2 separate regions of the Mus musculus genome follow, and region 2 is linked to region 1. A link is a contact called in public Hi-C data. All regions are on one chromosome and are shown on one strand. Each heading gives the region's core, a stretch centred on a gene start, on an enhancer-like site or on the middle of the called end of the contact. The rest is flanking DNA. Distances are from core to core; before and after follow the strand shown.

Region 1 (7,704 bases), core at 3,385-5,884:
CCCATCAGGTCTAAGCCCACACACCTCCATAAGTGCAGGACATGTTTCCTCGTCAAGGTGGTAAGCTGCATTATCACACATGTGGTGTTTGGAAAACCTCCCAAGATTAAACATCAGGTGGTGTTGTCACACAAAGGAAACCTAAAATCGGGAAAATGCTAAGCAGGTAGAAATTCTCAATTAGAACTGCCATGTTTTCAGTCTTGTTGCCTCTTCTGATCTGTCTAGTGTTCCTGGGAAAAATGCTATAAGAGGCCAGACAAAGAAAGCAGAGCACACAATCAGAGAACACCCCCAGAATCCTCCTGAGCAACCTAGGTCGATCTCTGATATCAATCAGGAATTTGCAAACAACATGTCAAAAACAGAATATAAGATGGCCAAATAACAGTTTAAATTCCACACAGAGCAGGCTGTGACTCAGCTGACTAATCTCAGTATTTCTGGTTTGATATCATTTCTCCCCTTCTCCTATCACCTAATGCTTTAAGTCTTAAGATCCTTGTCTTTGGAGCACACCAGCTGCCTGGATGATAAATGAGCTAGCTTTGCTAGTTTTCATTAAAGTGCCTGGGCCAGTGTGAAGCATGAGGCTGGGGAGAGATTTGCAATTTAGCAATGAATTTAAGGGAATTTGTTTTCCTTGCCACAAGATGGGGATGCTTTCTCTTCCTAGAAAGTTCCATAAAAGAAACCAGCTGATAGCCACGATAAAAGACAAACTGGCCTATAATCAAGCATGAAGAGATTTCTTTCTAGCTTATATCTATTCGTTAAGTATAAACTAGGGTCAGTTGTATGAATTAGTGCTGTTGAGGCAAAGAATGTGGATTTAAATAAGCATATCACTTCCTTGGGAAGTTGAATAATAATTACTTGTTGTTAGTCTTTCTTAATCTGATAAACTCAGATCCTTATATCTTAAATAAAGACGTGCCTCAGGTGCCACGGTACTAATTAAGCAAGGATTAATTTCTGTCCCACTCTCCATTGCCTAATGTCACTGGTACAGAACAGATACAGATTCGTTGCTCTAATCTCATGATTTCTCGTGTAACAACGTATCTGAACTCTGCCCATGTCCTAATATCTGTGGTGTCTTGTAATTAAAATTGATGGCGTTTTCTAGGTTGCATTAAAATTTCTAATAGTCATCTGAGAAACAGTGGTCATTGCCTATGAAAATTAAAGCTATCTTTTACAAATTGGACGGAAATTGAAGCTAGGCAACTGATAGTGCTTCTTCTAGTTTTTATTGAGATTGGAATGAAGAGAAGCTTTACCATACAGTGTGGGGTTGGTGAGTTTGTAGAGAGAGAACATCACTAGGACAACTGGGCACTGGTTGAACCCTTGTGGGAAAATACTGGGAAACATGTGGACAGTGGAGCCATGGGACATTTTAGAGGATGACCTCAATCAGAAGGAAGGTGACATGAATAAGTACAGGCAGATGAACATCCACGCCCTCCTTGCCTTACTGCTTCTTCCTAGAGTGGCTGGGGCTTGCTCCTGAGATCCACAAACTGAGGAGCCTCCCTCTCAGTTCTGACTCTGCCCATCGGTTATAGCCTATAATACACAAAGTCAATGTCTCTAACACTGAGAGTCAATGTTTCTAGCAGAGTTATCATTTGGAAATGGTCTTCATTTGGCTATTCTATGTATTTTTTGCTGGCCAATGTAAAATACTATCCTAGGTAGAAGTCATTATCAGTAAGCATGTGACCCACTTTGTCTGTCCTCCATCTTTGTTTTCTGGATTTTGTTGTTTGTTGTTTGCATGGCTGTTTTACTTCCCTCTATCTCACCATTAACATCTGCAATGACACTAGACTAGCATCTTCACAGGTACCTTTGCTAGAATCTCATCAGCAGTCTATGGGATGTAAGGAAATGCATGCCTGCTTCAACACATCTCAATGGTGAAATGTGTTAACTTGGCATGAAATCTCCCAGAGCTCCTTTGGTTGTTGTTTGTTTGTTTTGTTTATGAAAAGGTTCAATAAGTAGTCAATGAAATTTTATTTATTTATTTATTTAGTTAGTTATCATGTATACATACCAGAAAGGGGGAAAACATATCACATTATAAATGATTATGAGGCCGGGCATGGTGGCACATGCCTTTAATCCTAACACTTGGAAGGCAGAGGCAGGCAAATTTCTGAGTTCAAGGCCAGCCTGGTCTACAGAGTGAGTTCTAGGACAGCCAGGGCTATACAGAGAAATTCTGTCTCGAAAAAACAAAACAAAACAAAACAAAAACAAAACAAAAAACAAACAACATCAACAACAAAGATTATGAGCCACCATGTAGTTGCTGGAAATTGAACTCAGGGCCTCTGGAAGAGCAGCCAGTGCTCCTAACCTCTGAGAAATCTCTCCAGATCTTTCTCAGAATTTTTAATATAATATGCATCATATCATCTAAGCTAGGGATATGGCTAGAGAAATCTGTTTCCTAACTACAATTACTCATGGAACTTTTACTTTTGGATTAAATTATGTCTTGGCCAGGCTGATAGACACTAGGAATAGCCATAATAGACACAGATAGACTGTTTAACACAATAAGCAAGTACAGTATAAAGCTTCATTCTGGTCCTGGAATCAAAAGTAGTCAGATTCAAATACCATGAATAAATATCATTCTTCAAATAAAGAAAAATGGAAGAATTCATCATTTCTATTGATATCTTATTATTTATTGAGTTGTATGAATGCATATTATAGAAATATTCTAAGCTAGAAATTTGGGGCAAATTACTTTGTGTAGCACTACCTGGGCCCTGCTATCTTGGGGTTTGTTACATTCATTCCAAATTTACTGTGGTGATATAAATCACCACTGGGATTTTGATCAAACAAATACACATTAGAGTCCAAATTTGTCATTTCCAGTTTGTCTAACTTTGGGAAAAATGACCAGCATTTCTGAGATGTCATTAACCTATGTATTAAGAAAATATTTTGTTGTGTTATTTGACTCACTCTTTTAATCGTCTTCAACTTCATCCCATATAGTGTTTTCTGTGTGATGCTTTGAGTTATAAAGTACTTGTCTTCAAGTTTCTTACATGCTTTAGTTAGACACACAGGTATGGAGATTAACGTATATAGTATGTCATGTTATATGCAGTAAAATAGAAAAGAAGAGGCAAATCTTTCTAAGACCTTGAATTATAACCTTTTAAAATATTTATTTATTTATTTATTTATTTATTTATTTATTTATTTTAGCTCACTGGGGCTGGATAGGAGGTGAATGTGATCAGAGATTGAACTGTAGATGAGATTTGTAGAAGCTAAGGAGAAAAGGTCAAAGTTGCCATTAACTCCAATAATCATGTCAATATTCAATGGTTCTGAGAACTGAAGGTGCTTACCTGAATAGGGAAGAGAGGGGAAATGATGATAGCAAATATAGAGAGTTGGGTGAGTGCACAGCATGTGACAGAGTGAGGCAGAGGGGTGGCAAAAGCAAAGAATGACCTTTGGTGGAGACTGAACTTCATTTTGTAAGTAACAAGGGATGACTGCAAAATTTATAATGGAGAATGACATAGTCCTGCTTGCAAATTACACAATTATTCATGTGGTGTTGTAGAAAAACTGGAAAAGAGTGAGATCACAATCAAGGACATCTCATAGAAGGCAAGGTGATGAGCTCAGAGATAAAGTGGAGGCACCGAGCATGGAGACCATGAATTTGACAGTTTGTCTAGAAAATATATGATGTCTCATATACAGGACTCTGAGACATACTAAATCATGAAGGTAGAAGAAAGAAAGGTGGAGATTAAATAATGCTTTCCTTTTGACTAATTAGGTAAAGACGTATATGAAATAAATTAAAATCGTCCCCCTATGAAAGTCATTAATAGAGAATTTGTCTGGCATATGTGAAGCCTCAGATATCAAAGAGGAAGAAGATGAAAAGTCTAATAGAGAATTAACAATACAGACATCTTTTCTGTAGTGCAAGCTGGGAATATGAGTAGAGTTGCTCAAAAGGAAGAGAAATGCAGAGGACTGAGATACAGGATCCACTCTCAGCATCCAGGACTTTGTGGAGAAAGAAGGACCTACTGAGATCAGGAAGCAGCAAGTCCCATCACAGTGATTGGCTGGTAGTAATATCTCCAGTTTTTTACTGAGGCTAAGTAATTCTCCTCAAAAGGAGCCAGGTCCTGTGTACAAGAATATATCCTTCCACCAAAGATTGTGTTGGTCAAGCAGTATCTGCTTCATAAGTAACATGGTACCTAATCAATACTTTGACCATAGAAACAAACAAACAACAAAACAAACAAGCAAACAAAAACAAAAAACAAACTGAAAACAACCAAAAGTTGCACGTGACCCCAGAAGTCATGAGGTCTTCAATTTCAGCTGCTAAAAATTAGTGTTCATTTGTATTTCTAGATTTGGCATTTGTAGTAATGCCAGTGATTTGAAAAATGAAGCTGATTCTTGCCATTTTGCAGCATTAGCAATTACAGAAAACAAAACCCATTCACTTCTGTCTCTTGCCACTAGATGGCGGAAGCAGCTGAGCTGATGATTGTGCAAGCCTCTGTTCTTATGGGAAGAAGCTGACATCTATGAGGCTAAATTGAAAAGCATGTAGTTAAGAAAGACACCAGAAGGGGTTGGCAGAATTTTGCATACTTGTGATAATGCATTTTTTTTCTGTGCCCAGGCCTGGTAAGAAGAGCTGGCTGAGAGGTACATGGCCTGGAAAATATCTGTACTGAACCAGAGCACCAAAGCTCCTGGTTGGAATTCTGAGCAAATGAAACTTATCTTTACTTACGGGTTTTTTTGTTTTGTTTTGTTTTGTTTTGTTTTGTTTTGTTTTGTTTTGTTTTGTTTGTTTTGTTTTGTTTTTTTTTGTTTTGTTTTTTTTTGTTTTTTTGTTTTTTTGTTTTTTGTTTTCAAATTGGAAAGTGTCACAGCAATTTATCCTAAATATCTTAATTCTTTAGGCCAGATGTTGAAAGTAGGGGGAAAAAAATTAAGGCAAATAAGACCTACAGTTGCTTTTCACAATTCAAGAATTCTCTCTAGGGTTTAGAGAGATGGCTCATGCTTACAGCACTTGCCTGTAAACAGGAGAGCATGAATTCCATCAGCCATCAGCGTGAACCTTCCTAATTGACAGGGTCTAAAACAGTGTGAGACCCTGTCTAAGTAGAGCTTCATGGCAGTCCTGAAGTTGCCTGGCTTCCACATACATGTCAATAGAATGAAGCCCACAATGGGTTTTTTATGGCTTTTGAAAAATGGGTTAGAAGATAGTACTCAAACTTCCTATTTCTTTCATCTACATAAAAGTAATAACAATGGTTTTATAGATACACTAAATTGCTTTACTTATATGTATGTATATATCAAAGGCACACCAATTTTTAAAACAAAAATTTCTTATAATAATCTCTAATGAGTATTAATAGTGATCATTTATGCAAATATTCCTAAAGAGTTAACTCCGTTATTATTATAACTTCTCTAAAAACTAAACTCTCACTACTGCCAAGGCTTCTGTTATAATTAGAAAAAAAAATTACTAAAGCCCACAGAAGCTCTTTTGTCAATGTGAGATATCTCTTGTTGTTGCTAGTGGTGCTGGTGGCATTAATGCCTTTAAATTACCCACAATTCCTAATACATCTTCCTTTTAAACAATAAACTAGTTGTATGCTTTGAGTAAGAGTGCTGTCCACTATTTCTCCTTTCCAAAGGTCTATATAAATTATTTGAAACTAACACATTAAACAATTAATATACATCAAGATTAATTTGAGTTGAGGAAACTTTTTTTTTTCAGTTTTCTGCTAGCTAGTCCAAATAATGTACCACAGGTATAATTTAGAGAAGTAAAGGAGTTTAACATTTTCTGGGTTTCAAGAATGCCTCTGTTACTGACTAGTATGACCTATTATAAAACATACTAACATATTCCCTAAAGTATACAATAGGGCAAGACTCAATCTGTAATAAAGATTACTACATATCCAATACGAGAATTATTTCGAATAGTCCTTCACACCTAACAGGTGCCCAGTAATTTATAATTATTTTTCCATTAAATAAACACAAAAGACACATGTAAGAACAATCTAAATTTAACATTATAAATTCTGGACTAAAAATAGATGCTAGATCTTATCATTTCCCTATCTTTCTGGTCCTTGAGATAATGACATTATAGTATATTCTCATACTATAGAGATAAGCAAGTATGTACTAGCCAAGTAGTCATCTTTTCTTTGCAACTTTATGTCACTTTGGCTAGGTCAAAAAAAAAAAAGTACAGCCAGTGAATTGAGCAGTGAATTGAGGGCATACAACTGTTTTCTTTTCTTTTCTTTTTTTTTTTTTTTGAGTATTCCAAATAAGAATTTACTAAAACATAAAGAAACATACCCTTTGGAAGCTCTCAGAGATGTGAAGACACATATGCATATGTGTCATTTATGACCCTCCTTATGATTTAGGAAAATGAATACAAAGGTTAGGAAGCAATTCTGTGTTCAAAGTTATTACCTAAGACACGTTGGTCATAAATATAGCTAGTGTGGTGACTGAGTTTCAGATTGTTATATTATCAGCAAATGAGTGCCATACGATCTGAAGACAGAAGGAACAATGGAAATAATTAAAGTCAGGCTTTCCATAGGGCATCTGACCTATAAATACTTGCAAAATAAATCTAATGAGAAAATAAAGATTAGAGTAGAAAATGGAATATACCATAAAAGATGCTCATGTCAGTGTGTAGATATATAACAGACCATATTGCCAGATGCATTTCTTGCTGGGAGGAGAGTAAGGATGTCTGAAGCCTACTGAGTTGTCCCAACTTCCCCATGCTCTAAGTGATCAGGGCAGAGAACAGAAAGAAATTATTGTGCCCAAAAAATGAAGCTAAAGGATTCCCCAAATATACATTGGTTAAGACCAGCAGAACCTGAACATGATTCCATTATAAGGGGTTTCTTTTTCTGGTGTCTGCAGTGGCTGCATTATAGATGATTGCATTATGTAAAGCCATGGTTCTCAGACTCCATAGGAATTTGAATCTTCCAAATGGCCCAGCCTATTTCTTCTAACACGCAGCCATATATTTCTAGACCTTTGTCTGTGACTTGCACATTGACTTTGGAGAACTCTGGATCCTAAATTCCATTTGCTGAGTGATTGCCGTACATGGGCTTAGCGCTCTGTGTACACGATGAGAAATAAAATAAGTAAGAGCTCAAGGCCTGTTCTGTGAAGAACAACAGGCACAACAATGGGGTGTGTAAAAATCATATGAGCAAATAGTATTTCAGAGACAGGTTGCTTTCCTTGGTAGGAGTACTTGAAGAAAATCCACACAATATATATCCAAGAGAGAATTGGGGGAAATGGAGGTGAATATAATCAGGGCACATTATGTGAAATTCTCAAAGAATTAATAAAAAATATTTTTAAATAGAAAATTATTTGTGTGTGTGTGTGATATAAAAAATGCATGATAGTGAAAGTGGAAGTCACATGTTCCCTGTTTCAAAGGAGCTACATGTATGTTGTATGCTGATTCAACACAAGTACTGCTCCAGTGTCTGTTCCCTAGGCTAGCTGACTTGCCAAAAGTTTTCTGAAGGAATAGGATTTGTTGCTTGTGAGCTGAGTAAACATTGAGTATATTAGGGT
Region 2 (7,704 bases), core at 1,910-4,409, 590 kb after region 1:
ATGTCTAGGAATATGTAGCCCTCTGAGGCAGGTAGCTTCAGGCATCCTTGCCGATGTACTAGGAGAGTAGTCTGCAACAGTTCCAGATTCTGATTCAACTTCCTCCAGTACACTGCTCAGCCCTTACCCCATAAAGCAATGGCAGTAGTGAGTGAAGGGGGCTAATCTGCTGACATATGCATCAAGGTACAGAGGTATTCTTTCAGATTTGAAGAAGAAGCCTTGTTCAAGTTGTTACTTACTAAGATCAGTGGTTAGAAATTGCAGCCACTGTTTACCAGAGAAAGTGCAGGCCTGCAACCCATAACTATAATTCCAGCTCTCAGAGGCTAAAGCAGGAGTTCTAGCACAGCTATACAGTAGTATGTTATCTTAAAAGAGAGAGAGAGAGAGAGAGAGAGAGAGAGAGAGAGAGGAGGGGAAAAGGGGGAAGGAGGGATGGAGGAAAATAAATAGGAGTGGAAGGAGGGAGGGGGAAGGGAGGAGAGGGAAGGAAGAGGGAAGAATGGGGGAAAAGGTTAGAAATAAGTTTAGCAATTTCTTAAAAACAGAGAGGCACATGGAGATTTCTGTATATCCCTACAATGTTTAAATGCTACCTATAGCTGAAAATCACATATAGGCATAACTTCTTTATTTTAACACTTTGTTTTTAATAGTGAATATGCATATGTGTCTGCATATAAGCGCAGGTACCCATGAAGACCAGAGGCAGAGGATACCTCTGGAACTGGGAACTGGAGCTACAGGTGGTTGTGGCTGACTCAATTGGGTGCTAGGAATGGCATGCAGTCCCTTGCACGAGTAGTATATGTATGCTCTTAACCAATGAGAGACACCGCCTTTTGCCTCCTGCCTGTTTACGTCATTATCCAGCCACATGAAGAATGTTTTTACAGAACAGATAAAAAACTAAATTAAGGGAACTAACAGCAGATAATAATAATGTTTTCAATGTTTTTCAAAGACATTGAATCCCTGTCACCACCACCATTACCCCCACCAAAATAAAATCATCTCCAATATGAACAGACCTGCCTCTGGAGTTAAAAAGCTTCAGGGTGGGATTTCTAGCCTTATCCCTGCCAAGGATCCTAAACTGAAAGGACTCACCCGGGAGTGGGGGAACTCTGAATCTTCAGAGATTAAACTTAAATCCCTCATTAGGAGCAGTAGAGAATGTCACCCTGGCACCACCTCTGCCTCCAGTCACATTTCCTTGCCATTTCTTTTCTTGTTTCCTGATTCCTGTTTCCACCTCTGCTCTTACAGAGGCCTCAGCTCGTTTGCCTGCTTTCTGTTGGGCTTTTTTTTTCCCCCCCTATTTCCTTAACCAAAGAAACATTCTTTCCTGGGCCCTGTAATCTTTCCTTCCGTGTACAGAGCTGACAATACAAAAGGTGTCAGGAAACTTTATGGAGCGCCCAGAATTTATCAATGCTAAAAAGTGCTGTGACTGCAGAGAGGAGGTATTTAAGAACTTCCCAAGCTCAGATGCTAAAGCTCTCAGAGGGCCTGGATTTCTATTGCCATCTGCTGTTGAAATAGCAACTGTGAACAAATAAACAAATCTTTTTGTAAGTTTTATTACAACTTGGCTAATGTGGAGGCCATTTAAACAAGGTGTAGAAATCAATATGATTTTGGAGGTTTTTGAGGTCAAAAACTAAATTTCATAAGAGGGTAATACCAATAGAATTAATTCCTAATTTGATTTGTTCCCCTGAAAAGGTACTAAATTAGAAAGAAAGAAAAAAAAACTTTTACCCTATCGGCTTGTGTTTTATCCAGTGGTACCAAGAATAAAGCAGAGGCCTTAGGTCAGAAATGTGGTTATTAGGAGCTGCTGGGCTGTGGGCTCAGTGGCCTCCCACTCTGACAGAGTCTCTGAGTTCATCAGTGGCTGTCTGTCAAGAAGGCATGTCACAGAATCCACAGGAGAATTTGGCTGAAAACATTATTTTCTTAGAAGTAGTTCTTATTTTCTGTGCATAATCTGAACTAATGTGATTACTTATTACCAGTAGGCATATCTTCTTGGGAGTAATTTTTATTTTTAATAAATTGGTTTAATAAAGACCTCAAAGTAAATTATAAATTAATTTTCTCCTCATTATTATGCAATTAGGAAAACCCAAAACAGTGAGCTTTAGAACATTCAACTGGAAAATTACCACTCTTAATCAATACCCAGTAAACAAGTAATAATAGAGTCACATATGACACTGATTGAAACAGCACTGGAGAGCTGATTATATACCAAGGAGTCGAAGAGGAATACAAAAAGTCTCAGCTTCAAGTTTACTAGCCAGATACAGATACCCTTATTCTATGGCAGGATTTAATTACTCAAACTGTGACAGTTATCAGTCTCAAGCCTCCTAATGTTTTCACAGCACCAACCTGTTCTTTAGATTCATACCCCATTCCTCTATAAATGCTGTCATTTTTAATAGCATCTTTGCAGAATTAAGGAGGCTCTTATAGACTTTTGTCTGTTTATGATGCTGCAAGTGAATAAATTCAGTTGGAAATAGAATGCTTAGGAAGAAAGAAAGAAAGAAAGAAAGAAAGAAAGAAAGAAAGAAAGAAAGAAAGAAAGAAAGAAAGAAAGAAAGGAAAGAAAGAAAGAAAGAAAGAAAGAAAGAGAATGAAAGAAAGAACAAGAAAGAAAGAAAGAGAGAGAGAGAGAGAAAGAAAGAAAGAAAGAAAGAAAGGAAGGAAGGAAGGAAGGAAGGAAGGAAGGAAGGAAGGAAGGAAGGAAGGAAGAAAATCAGTTCTGTATTCATTCTACTACAGAAAAGGAAATATTGATCAATCACACAAACCAATGTAAACCTATTACTGTGCTAAGCTCTATAAAAGGGGAAGGAAGGACTGTGATGCCCTGAGAATCTATACCAATAGCAGAGAATCTGACCTCATAAGGAGTTCAAGGCTTTCATGAGAACAAGAAGATAGGCAACAACTAGACAAAGAGAAAGCACTGTTATTAGTTGCTGGACACTGGATTGCACATTGCTTAGCTGAAAACAATCTAGAGTGATGTTGATTAGTAGAAGTTGCAATTTAGAAATGTAACATAAGGAAGCTGACTCATGCTGGATCTGCTGTCTTCTCCAGAAATGCAGTCTGATTCAGACTCCTGGTTGCTCATCAGGATAGTGTGCTGCAAAGACATAATTTTCTCACTCCTGTCTCTGATTAGTTCTGCTGTTCTGCTCATTGCTTGGCCTGATGCCTTTCCTGTTTATCTACCTGTGTGCTGGAGCTGACATCCTTCCTGCCACCGCTGCTTCCTACCCATCTCTGTCATCTTTCTCTATCCTCAGTCTCCTGGTCTCTCAATGAACTTTCTTCATTTATTTTACTTACTATTTTTATTCACTTTTCCAAACGAAAGAGAATTTATGTGGCTACCATTTGTCAGCCTGAACTCAATTGTTCATCCTGAGACATCCATCTTTATATATCCAAACTAAATCTGGTGTTTTTCTCTGCATATATTGTTCATCCCTCAGAGACTCTCAAATTCCATTAGGACTTTTGTTTACTTCCTTCTCCTGGCCAATTATAAGATAGCACATCCATATCCTCTGACACAGGCCAGATGCTGCTCAGCTATCAAAGAGAAAGCCAGCGGTCTTTCTCTTCACTTAATCTCTCTGATGATCTTCAGGACTGGCAGATGATTCCTCCACCAAAGTGTATTCTCGCACTGATAGTCATCAATATTTACTATGTCTCATGTCTGATTAAATCTCTTGCTTATACTATAGTCTTACTACTCAAAGAAAATTATGCAGGAGATAACCATCCAGTAAGTCATTGATTGATTATCACTTAATTCATCAATTCAACAAAACATGTGTGGAATGTCTATCATGTTTCTGACATTCAGCTAAAGACTTTGAGAAGATCACTATGGAAATAACATCCAATTCCTACTCCTGAGTAGTTTGCAATCTAATGAGGGTAACAATGTAACCATGGATTATACCCAATGACATGTATCTCTGTAATTTCAAGAATAAAGGCAGAGAAGCTGATTTGAAGAAAACTTGTAGCATGGTCCAGGCACAGTTCTGATGACCATGTGACAGGAGGCATAACCATGTAAAAATACCTTTTTCAAACCTTCTTCAAACGTGGACGTTCTGTCCTCATAGTGGGCGCTGTCAAGAGCTGAACCATTTTATTTCTAGGCATAAACTTGAAAAATTCTCACGGAGCTATAGGGGGAAAAAAAAACCACACTTTGCAAAGCCTACTAAATTTTGCAAAGTATAATCCCTTGTTGAAGGAAGGTTATGAACATTGGTAGGAAATTGCATTTTGATATCATTGTTCCTTATTAATAAAATGTGCAAGCATTCATCTTGTGCTCATTATGCTTCTTGTTGCTGTGAACAATGCTTGAAAAGAAGTAACTTAAAGAAAGGAGACATTTCTCGACTTACAATCTGATGGGATCATTCCATCATGGAAAGGGCGATGTAGAACCAAAATCCAGAGGCCTTCTTGTCACAGCACATCAATAGTAAGGATGCAGAGACAGGTTAGTGAGTGAGATCAACTGATTAGTTTTTCTTACACATCCTGAGACACAAGCCCATGAAATGGTGCTGCCTGTAGTCGGTGTAGGTCTTCTCACCTAGGTTAACCTAACTGAGATAAGTCTTCACAGATGTGTCCAGTATCTGGTCTCCTAGGTATCACTCAATGTTAATCATCACATCTCCCATTCTAGTACCTTCCCTGCATATTTAGGGCCCATGATCCTCAAGTCTGTATCCATAGTAAACAAGACAAGTGTAAGTTTAAGAACAAAGCAACATGATTTATCTGTTCTTTTGGTTCCAACAATGACAAGCCATATAACCTGGAACTTCTATTGAGCCTGTTTCTTTTATCTGTAAATTAGCCATTAATGTCTCCTTCATATACTTAAAGTGTTTTAAATGTATTTTTAAATGTATAAAAATATTTTCAAAATTTAATGTTAAGTGTGTGTGTGTGTGTGTGTGTGAACATGTGCCTGACTGTACACATGCCCTGAAGGCCAGAAGAGGCCACCCAATCCCCTAGAACTAGAGTTAAGGTAGCTGTGAGCCGCCCAATATATGTGTTGGGAGTTAAACTCCAGATGTCTGGAAGAACAAGTTCTCTTAACAACTAAACCATAACTACATCCCCTTATGCTAGCTCTTAATAAGCCAAGAAGTAGTTCCCTGGCTTGTGTTTCTCCTGATATCTCATCTATCCCTTTTCTTTGTAATGAACTAGAAGCCCCTCCCTCACTACCCTCCATATAAGAAATCTGTTAAACAAACAAATCCAGAGAGATGGTCAGAAGAAGAGTGGAAACAAAGTAGAGCATGCATGTGTACACACACACACACACACAAGACTATATCCCATTTAAAGTGTTCAACTGCCCTTCTACACTCACAGAAACCAATTTCCTATTGGTAGAGTTTCAGAAATGGTAGTCAATATAAGTTTCAAATATCTGAGGATCTTCTCTTATTACACATAACAAAGTAAGTTTGCAGTCAAAGCATATGCAGACAAAGTCACATTCATGAGTGCATTCTCTCCACATGCTTGGAGATAACATTTAAAAATTTACGGGAAACTTTTGTAAACTTAGCACCAAGACTTCTTGTTGGCTCCATATATATAGCTGATCAAAACTATCATCCAATTTAAAGTTTAATGGTTTCTCCTTATTTTGTGCACCTATCTCCTCTAGATCAGTCATTCTCAACCCATGAGTCATAACCTTTTTAGGGTCAAACTACCCTTTTACCTATGACCATTGAGAAACACAAATATTTATATTACAATTAATAACAGTAGCAAAATTACAATTATGACATAGCAATGAATTTTATGGCTAGGGGTCACTGCTACTTGAGGAACTGTATTAAAAGGTTGCAGCTTTAGGAAGGCTGAGAACCACTGAGCTAGATGCATAGCCCGATGCATAGCCCGAGAAGACTGTGTTTAATAAAGTAACATCATTTGTTGAAATTTTCTTTTCCTAAAGTAACCTGGAGAAAATGACAAATCTTGTACCTTAGGTGACAAATTGTCTCCTAATGAATTCCATTCATTATTGCTGTAGATGTAAGCCATTTTATTTCCTTTCATTTGTTATGGTGCGGGGGACAGACCTCAGACCCTTGTTCATGATAGCCATGCTCTCTTCCAGTTGCCATTGAGCTGTTCCTACTGCCCAAAACAACACATTTTCTTTCTTTTTCTTTTTTTTTAAATTAGGCATTTTCTTTATTTAAATTTCAAATGTTATCCCCTTTCCTGGTTTCTCCTCCCAAAACCCCCCTATTACCTCCCCCCTCCCCCTGCTCACTAACCCACCCACTCCTGCTTCCTGGTCCTGGCATTCCCCTATACTGGAGCATAGAACCTTCACAGGAGTAACAGCCACTTCTCCCATTAATGACTGACTAGGCCATCCTCTGCTACATATGCAGCTAGAGCCATAAGTCCCACCATGTGTTTGTGTGTGTGTGTGTGTGTGTGTGTGTGTGTGTGTGTGTGTGTGTGTGTGTGTGTTTGCTTTGTGGTTTAGTCCCTGGGAGCTCTGGGAGTACCGGTTAGTCCATATTGTTGTTCCTCCTATGGGGTTGCAAACCTCTACAGCTCCTTGGATCCTTTCTCTAGCTCCTTCATTGGGGACCCTGTCCTCCATCCAATGGATAACTGTTAGTATCCACTTCTGTATTAGTCAGGCACTGGCAGAGCCTCTCAAGAGACAGCTATATCAGGCTCCTGTCAGCAAGCACTTATTGGCATCCACAATAGTGTCTGGGTTTGGTGGTTGTTTATGGGATGGATCCCCAGGTGGGTCAGTCTCTGGATGGTCATTCCTTCAGTCTCTGCTCCGAACTTTGTCTCTGGTAACTCCTTCCATGGATATTTTGTTCCCCCTTCTAAGAAGGATCAAAGTATGCACAATTTGGTCTTCCTTCTTCTTGAGTTTCATGTGTTTTACAAATTGTATGTTGTGTATTCTAAGCTTCTGGGCTAATATACACTTATCAGGACAACACATTTTCTATCTGTATATGTTTGTAAAGCCTTTTGTAAACAGTGGTATGGCTATGATTATTGTTGTCCATGCTAGGACAATCTTGGGCAAGAACGTAGATCTTTCTAAACCAACATCTTTTTCATCTTTAGATGACTATAATAATATCAAACTTACAAAGATATAAATTCTTAATAAATGGTAGTGCTTATAATTAAGACTAAATCTCATTTCTCTAACAAAACAAACAAACAAATTTATATTCTATTTGGGTATGGAAATAGGATTTAGGGCTCTCAGTGAAGAACAAGAGTAACCATTCTTCTGGTTGCTCCTTTTCCCTTCTTGCCTGATCTGCTCTCATGAGAGCCATCTGAGGTACACCAGTTCTTGAGTAAATGCACTGGATGCTCTAGAGATGCTTCAGTGGTTAGTCACTTTTTATACAAGTGTGAAGACTGGGATTTAGATATCCGGGATCCATGAAATCATGAGTGGGTGTGGTGGTCCATCTGTGATTCCAGTATGCAGACAGCAACAGAGACAGATCTTCCAGTCAGGCTTGCTTGTTAGACCAACACAATTGATAAGTTCACTTCAGTACATAAGGTAGAAAATGATCAAAGACAATGCCCAAGGTCAATCTC

Evidence for each region. A called contact is a pair of places that touch in the nucleus more often than the background predicts.
Region 2: a contact with region 1 is called in a Hi-C map of the N1E-115 cell line, with 7 times the contacts expected there. The contact joins two enhancer-like sites. A contact is called at or near these places in 1 of 15 datasets of contacts at CTCF or cohesin (the NIH/3T3 cell line), 36 of 484 Hi-C or Micro-C datasets (the BV-2 cell line, CD8 T cells, the F1.1 cell line and 26 more) and 3 of 115 datasets of contacts at active chromatin or transcription factors (the 230-238 cell line, PVALB interneurons and pro-B cells).

What each region holds. Positions count from the first base shown.
Region 1 is chr7:91,452,812-91,460,515 of GRCm38.p6, forward strand. All of the region lies in intron 2 of Dlg2 (discs large MAGUK scaffold protein 2), which reads left to right. Among named protein-coding and RNA genes, the nearest start is that of Gm24552, 210 kb to the left of the region's middle. Within about 2 kb of position 4,635, at least 4 of the 459 cell types and tissues checked have an H3K27ac peak or open chromatin away from gene starts, as enhancers often do. A contact at or near this core is called in the N1E-115 cell line, where this site is marked.
Region 2 is chr7:92,045,947-92,053,650 of GRCm38.p6, forward strand. The region is part of intron 11 of Dlg2 (discs large MAGUK scaffold protein 2); the gene reads left to right. Among named protein-coding and RNA genes, the nearest start is that of 4930567K12Rik, 70 kb to the right of the region's middle. Within about 2 kb of position 3,160, at least 13 of the 459 cell types and tissues checked have an H3K27ac peak or open chromatin away from gene starts, as enhancers often do. A contact at or near this core is called in the N1E-115 cell line, where this site is marked.